2 separate regions of the Drosophila melanogaster genome follow, and region 1 is linked to region 2. The links are chromatin contacts, called in public Micro-C maps. All regions are on one chromosome and are shown on one strand. Each heading gives the region's core, a stretch centred on a gene start, on an enhancer-like site or on the middle of the called end of the contact. The rest is flanking DNA. Distances are from core to core; before and after follow the strand shown. Region 1 holds the start of fs(1)h (female sterile (1) homeotic). Region 2 holds the start of CG43736.

Region 1 (2,700 bases), core at 121-2,620, 1.2 Mb after region 2:
TACTTGAAGATCCACCGCCTGCTCCCGTCGCTCCTTGCAGGCCGGACTGTTGTGCGGATGAGGCAGCGACTGACACCTTGGTGGAGCCACTACCTGGTCCGCTGGTAACTGCTGCCGAGGATGTACCAGAACCGGTGGATGCTCCAGCGCCACCCGACGATGACTTGGGCGTAGCCGGCGCCCGTTGCTTCTTTTTGCCACCCTTGGCCGTGACCGGCTCCAGTTCAAGCTCCTCCTTAGGCATCGATTCGATCTTCTGCAGGAAGACCTTCTCGAGCGTCTGGGCCATAACCACTACATCCTCGCCGGGCTTGTTGTAGACATAGCAATTGTTGAACATCGTATTGAAGTCCTGTATGGTCTCCTTGGCGGACCAATAGTAGTTGTTCTCCAGCCGCTTCTTGATCGTACCCATGTCCATGGGTTGTTTGATGATCTTGTGGTAGTCGGGCAGGTTGAGCTTCTTGGCATCGACGGGCTGTTGAAAGGGCCACGAGAAGTGGTGCTTCCATATCACCTTCATCACCGTCTTGATCAGATATTGCAATTGGTTCGTATTGCGGCCGGGCCGCTCCGCTGGTGGAATCACCGGTGGCTGTACAATGCCATTGACTGGCTCCACGGGTGGCTCGTAACGAGGCGGTGGCTCACTGGACGACATGGTGGTGGTGGTTCTTGTGGTGGTTCTGGTGCTTCAGTTTGAGATTTGTGTCTTGGGATTAAGGATCCGGGTTGATGGTTATCCGACTGAGACGGCCAACACACACACTCCACCTACACACACACACACACACACACGGGCCGCCTCCGTCTCTCCTCCTTTTCCACTGATTTGATCCTCCTTGCGATTCCTTCGTTAGAGGGTATGTAGGGGGGGTGAAAGTGGGTTTAGGGGGGGGAACTGGTCTTATGTGGCCGGTGACCACCTCCTCCTCCTGCGACTGATTACGCCTTCTCCTGCTGTTCTTGCGACTCCTACTCCTGGTAATCCTCCGCCGCCTATCGTTTTTTCAACTCCTGATCCTGGTGCTTCTGTTCTGGTTTTTGATAAGAATCTCTTCTTGTTCAAGGGATAAAATTGTGTAGTGGTCCGTAGTGATTGCTTCATGCTCAGCAATGTCTGTGCACTGTGGATATTGAGAAAATACATGACTTAGTTAGGATTGTCAGGAGCATTTCGAGTCTAGAGGATGTACTCACCTCGCCTGCTCCAGATTCTCAGGGCCCAGGCTCCTCTCATTGAAATCGGCTGGCTTCACCTGATTCGAGGGCCAAGGACTTGACAAGTACAACTGCTACTAGAGTCATTGTGGCTTTGTATCCTTTCTTATTATTGACAAAAATCCTAGTACAGCACAGACGGCTATAAATCTGTAAAAGAGAGTAAAATACAAAAAAGCCAAATTAGCCGGTACATTCGGATATTTTGCAACTCTAGTCGTGGGATTTGCATTTCACAACACTCCTCCATTGTGGGTTACATAAACAAAAAATAAATAATGAGGCCCACAAACAAACAGATAGAAACGAAAATAACAATCACAATGTACCACTAAAAGTGCGGCGGTTGCCATAAACAATATGCGACACCAACGAATGTAGAATGTAGAATATGCAGAGGCGGCAGGAAAACGGAAAATACAAAACAGAACACACGGAAGAAGCTGAAAACAGGGAGAACGACAAAACGCATACACTGGCGCACACAAGCCAAGTGCAAAACAATCAATTGCGAGCACTTTTAAACAGCAATCAAATCACTTGCTTCGCAATATTTCTAGTATTTATTACTTTATGCGTTTGACTCTAGATTTCAACATTATTTTTAGCCGTTTTTCTTTACTTTTTTAGCGGTGTCTGCCGTTTCATTTAGTTTTTCCCTTCCACCGTTTTGGTCGTGAGTAGTTACTTTGCCGCCGCCGTTTTGGCACTCACAGAGAGCAACACCAAAAAAAAAATAAAAAGATGAGCCAGGAGCGGCGCTCTCATTTTCTAGTTCGAAATTCGAGAGAGCGCCCGGCTCACACATACACGCATACGCAGACCGCACAATAGAGCTGTCTCGCTTGCACTTGAGGAAACAGAACAAGCAAAGCAGGCAAATGGCGCACGCTAAACGCTGCAAAATACGTTTAGTAAACCTTAAAAAAAAAGCCTTCAATAAACACAATAAATATACATTAATGCAGACGCACAAACGAATGATTTATTTCATTTCACACACGCAATAAAAATCTCACTACACATAGAACGAATATGGCGTGTGTTGTGTTTGCATGAAGAGAAATTCACCACGCCGCCTTTTTAAAGTTGAATTCTTGTCATTCGGCATGATTCATTCGTTTTGTTTGTTGTTGTTGCAGCGCTAGTGAAAACGGCATGACAAAAAGGCAATAAAATGCACGTAATTCCAACTTTTCTACGTTTCTCACATTTTATTTAACACCCTCAACTAAGCAACTAAGTGTGAGCGAGAAAGAGGAAGAACGAACACACACACACACACGCATACAGTGGAATAATTTGCCTTTTGCCGATATTCCTAAATGACAGTGGACAAATTGCATTCAAGTCGCACTTTAAAATCCATTGTACAGTTAATTGGAAAGTCCCTGGTTTTCATTACGGTTTTCTTAATGTTTATAATAAATTCGTATATGTAGGCCAAGCACAAACACTTGCCATTGCTTTTTAGCGCCG
Region 2 (2,700 bases), core at 71-2,570:
TGGTTCTAAATAAATTGAAGTGGACATTGCATTAAGTAAAATACATATCACAATGTGTTTTGGCGCAACTGTACGTTTAGTTTTCGGGACCAAATAACACCTGTTTTGATCTGACTGTACTTCGCGGGACTCGTTATTAACTGGCAGTTAACTTTTTAGCCCCGTATGATGGCGGCACAATGGAATTTGACTTGGACTCTTGGACCTGGCTAATTAAATTTTTTTTTTTGGTAAATGTTTAGAGTCGGGGCGACCTTTTGGAGCTGCGCCCGTTCGTGAACTCGTGTATTCGTTTGTTCGTGTTCGTGCTCGGTCGTTCCCGGTTTTCTCTGCCTTCTGGAACGGGGCCTGTCTTGAAAGCCGCAGAGCGCGCGAATACCGAAAACTTCTTGCATTCGACGGTGCGAAAGGGACGGGGAGAGTGATGGCATGTGGGAAAGGGAGAGGGCTAGAGCGAGGAGAGGTGGCCATCGAATGCTAAGCAGGGGCCTTTGCTTTTGCTTTTGGTGCTTGCCAAAAATAGAGCCGCCCCGCCACGCCTTCGCCCACAAAGAGCACCCACCCACCCACTCCCGCACAAAAGCAACAACATCATCATCACACCACCAATACCAAAACCAATACCAATACTGTGACCCAGCCAGCTCTCTGTGAACATGTGTCAGTGTGTGTGGGTCTTGTATATAGCATAGCTTAAGCTTTCCTTGTACCGTGGTTCAAATGCCAGGGGAAAATGGCATTATTATATTCTTATAGAGAAATAATATATACAAATAAATTTGTACAACTGTATGTAAAGAGTAAACATGTAACAAGGAAACACTAATTTTAAAGTAAATTTAGCTAGTTTGCATTATTTTTTACACCATTTATATGAGTAAGCCACAAAGAAGCTTGCCTTTTTTGATCTGCTTGATTCCCAGATGGTGTTACTAAAAAATAATGCGAATTTGAGAGAAAGTTTAACAATAAAAAGTTCAAATTCGAGATACATATGTGTAGAGTATTTAAAGAACTTAATTGTGAGGTTAAATATTCAACAAATGGTAAACTTGTAATCCCATAAATTCGTATTATTTTATAAAATTTTACTTTCATACTGAATTGGCTAAGATCCCTTAATTAATTTCCATAAGTTGCTTATGTCTTAACCACTGTGGGTTGTAACTCTGCAGCTACGTTGACGTCGGCGTCGCAGCTTAGAGCTAGTCGATGAGCGGAAGGAGAGAGAGAGAGCAGGCGTTCGTCGAGGAGGGGGCTAGCCGAATAGGGTGAGAGAGAGCGATGGCAGAGTAGGAAAATGCATAAGAAGGGGGGTGGGGGCGCAAAAGGGAGACGGACAGCAGCAACAACAATTCGGCAAAATGTTCGTGGCAGCGTTGCAGCGACGCCGACTGCGCTACGGGTGTTTGTTTTTTTCTCTTTCGTGTTTTCCGTTTTTCTTTTGCGCTCTGCATCCGCTGCCGCAGTAGGCGTCGCTGCCGGCGCGCTGCGCCAGTGTGGGTGAGCGCACGGCTGTAGGTTTGTGTGTGTGCCGTACACATTTTTCAGTTGACTTCGTTGAAATAATTTTCGTAACAACGATCACACTCGTTTGTGTATTGCGAAGACGGGCGGACGTGCGTCGGCGTCGAATGCGGAACAAGCGCTAAAGCAAACTAGCGAAAAAGTGCGAATATCAAAAGAAAAGAGAACCAAACAAATTGTTTTTTTTTTTCACCACGAGCGTCGTCGCAAAAACAACAAAAAGGAATTTAATAAACCAAAAGCAAACGAGGAGAGAGAAAGCAGCAACTAAATATAACAACAAATGCATTAAATAGTTTTGTTTTTTTTTTTGCCACACTGCCAAAATGCAGTTAGCGTTTGTTTGTGTAAGTGTACCACATGCATACATAATGTATAATTTATATGCCAAAAACAACAACAGCAATAGCATTGTGTGCAAAATGTTGAAATGAGCTCGAAAAACAACAAAAATAAGTGCGCGCATTAACACACGCACACTTGCAAAGGAAAACATCTAAAAAAATTATCACGTGTGTGTGTGTGTGTGTGTGTGTGTGAGACAGCCGGTCAGTGTGACCGTTTGTGTGCCAGAAAGAGAAGGATCGAACAAGCCGGCTGTTTATTTCTTTTATAGTTCTGTTTAAATAACAAATACACTTGCCAAAAGAATTTCATTTTGATGTGTGAATAATTAAAAAAATCAGTAAGACATAATGCAGTCTTTGTTAAATATATATTGACATATATGAGCATATATATAAATACATACACAAATAACATATCAAATTGAAATGCTGGCAGTACCAATCGAACTGTCATCCTAACAAGTAAATTTTTCAATACAGCTCCTAATATAAAACCAAACCAAAAGTGTGGATATCGAAAAGTCTGGAAAAGTACGATAACGCAAGATTACATAGAGCGCGAGCAAGACAGCATTCTAGAGCAAAAGAGCGAGAGTGTGCGGAGGAGCGATGGCCAGCGAGGATGTGCAGATCACTAGCGTCATCGATGCCAATGGCCAGAGCCTACCGCTCCACGGCAACAGTTTGGGCGGTCCCCTGGGACCGCCCGTCAAGCAGGAGCGTCCCGATGACGCCGAGATCCGCGAACTAGCTGCCAAAATGAAGGAGCAGCAGAAGCAACAGGCCGCCCAGCAGGCATCCCGTCAAGCGGCCATGCAGCACTCGA

What was found. A called contact is a pair of places that touch in the nucleus more often than the background predicts.
Region 1: a contact with region 2 is called in a Micro-C map of pre-blastoderm embryo, with 2.0 times the contacts expected there. The contact joins the promoter of fs(1)h here to the promoter of CG43736 in region 2.

The regions. Positions count from the first base shown.
Region 1 is chrX:8,054,767-8,057,466 of dm6, forward strand. It overlaps fs(1)h (female sterile (1) homeotic), which reads right to left and starts at 1,371. Exons shown (of 11, transcript NM_001272392.2): 1 at 1,201-1,371; 2 at 1-1,127. The coding sequence starts at 661.
Region 2 is chrX:6,866,907-6,869,606 of dm6, forward strand. CG43736 reads left to right here and starts at 1,321. Exons shown (of 5, transcript NM_001298043.1): 1 at 1,321-1,874; 2 at 2,355-2,700. The coding sequence starts at 2,484. It overlaps CG14434, which reads right to left and starts at 288. Exons shown (of 3, transcript NM_001298040.1): 1 at 1-288.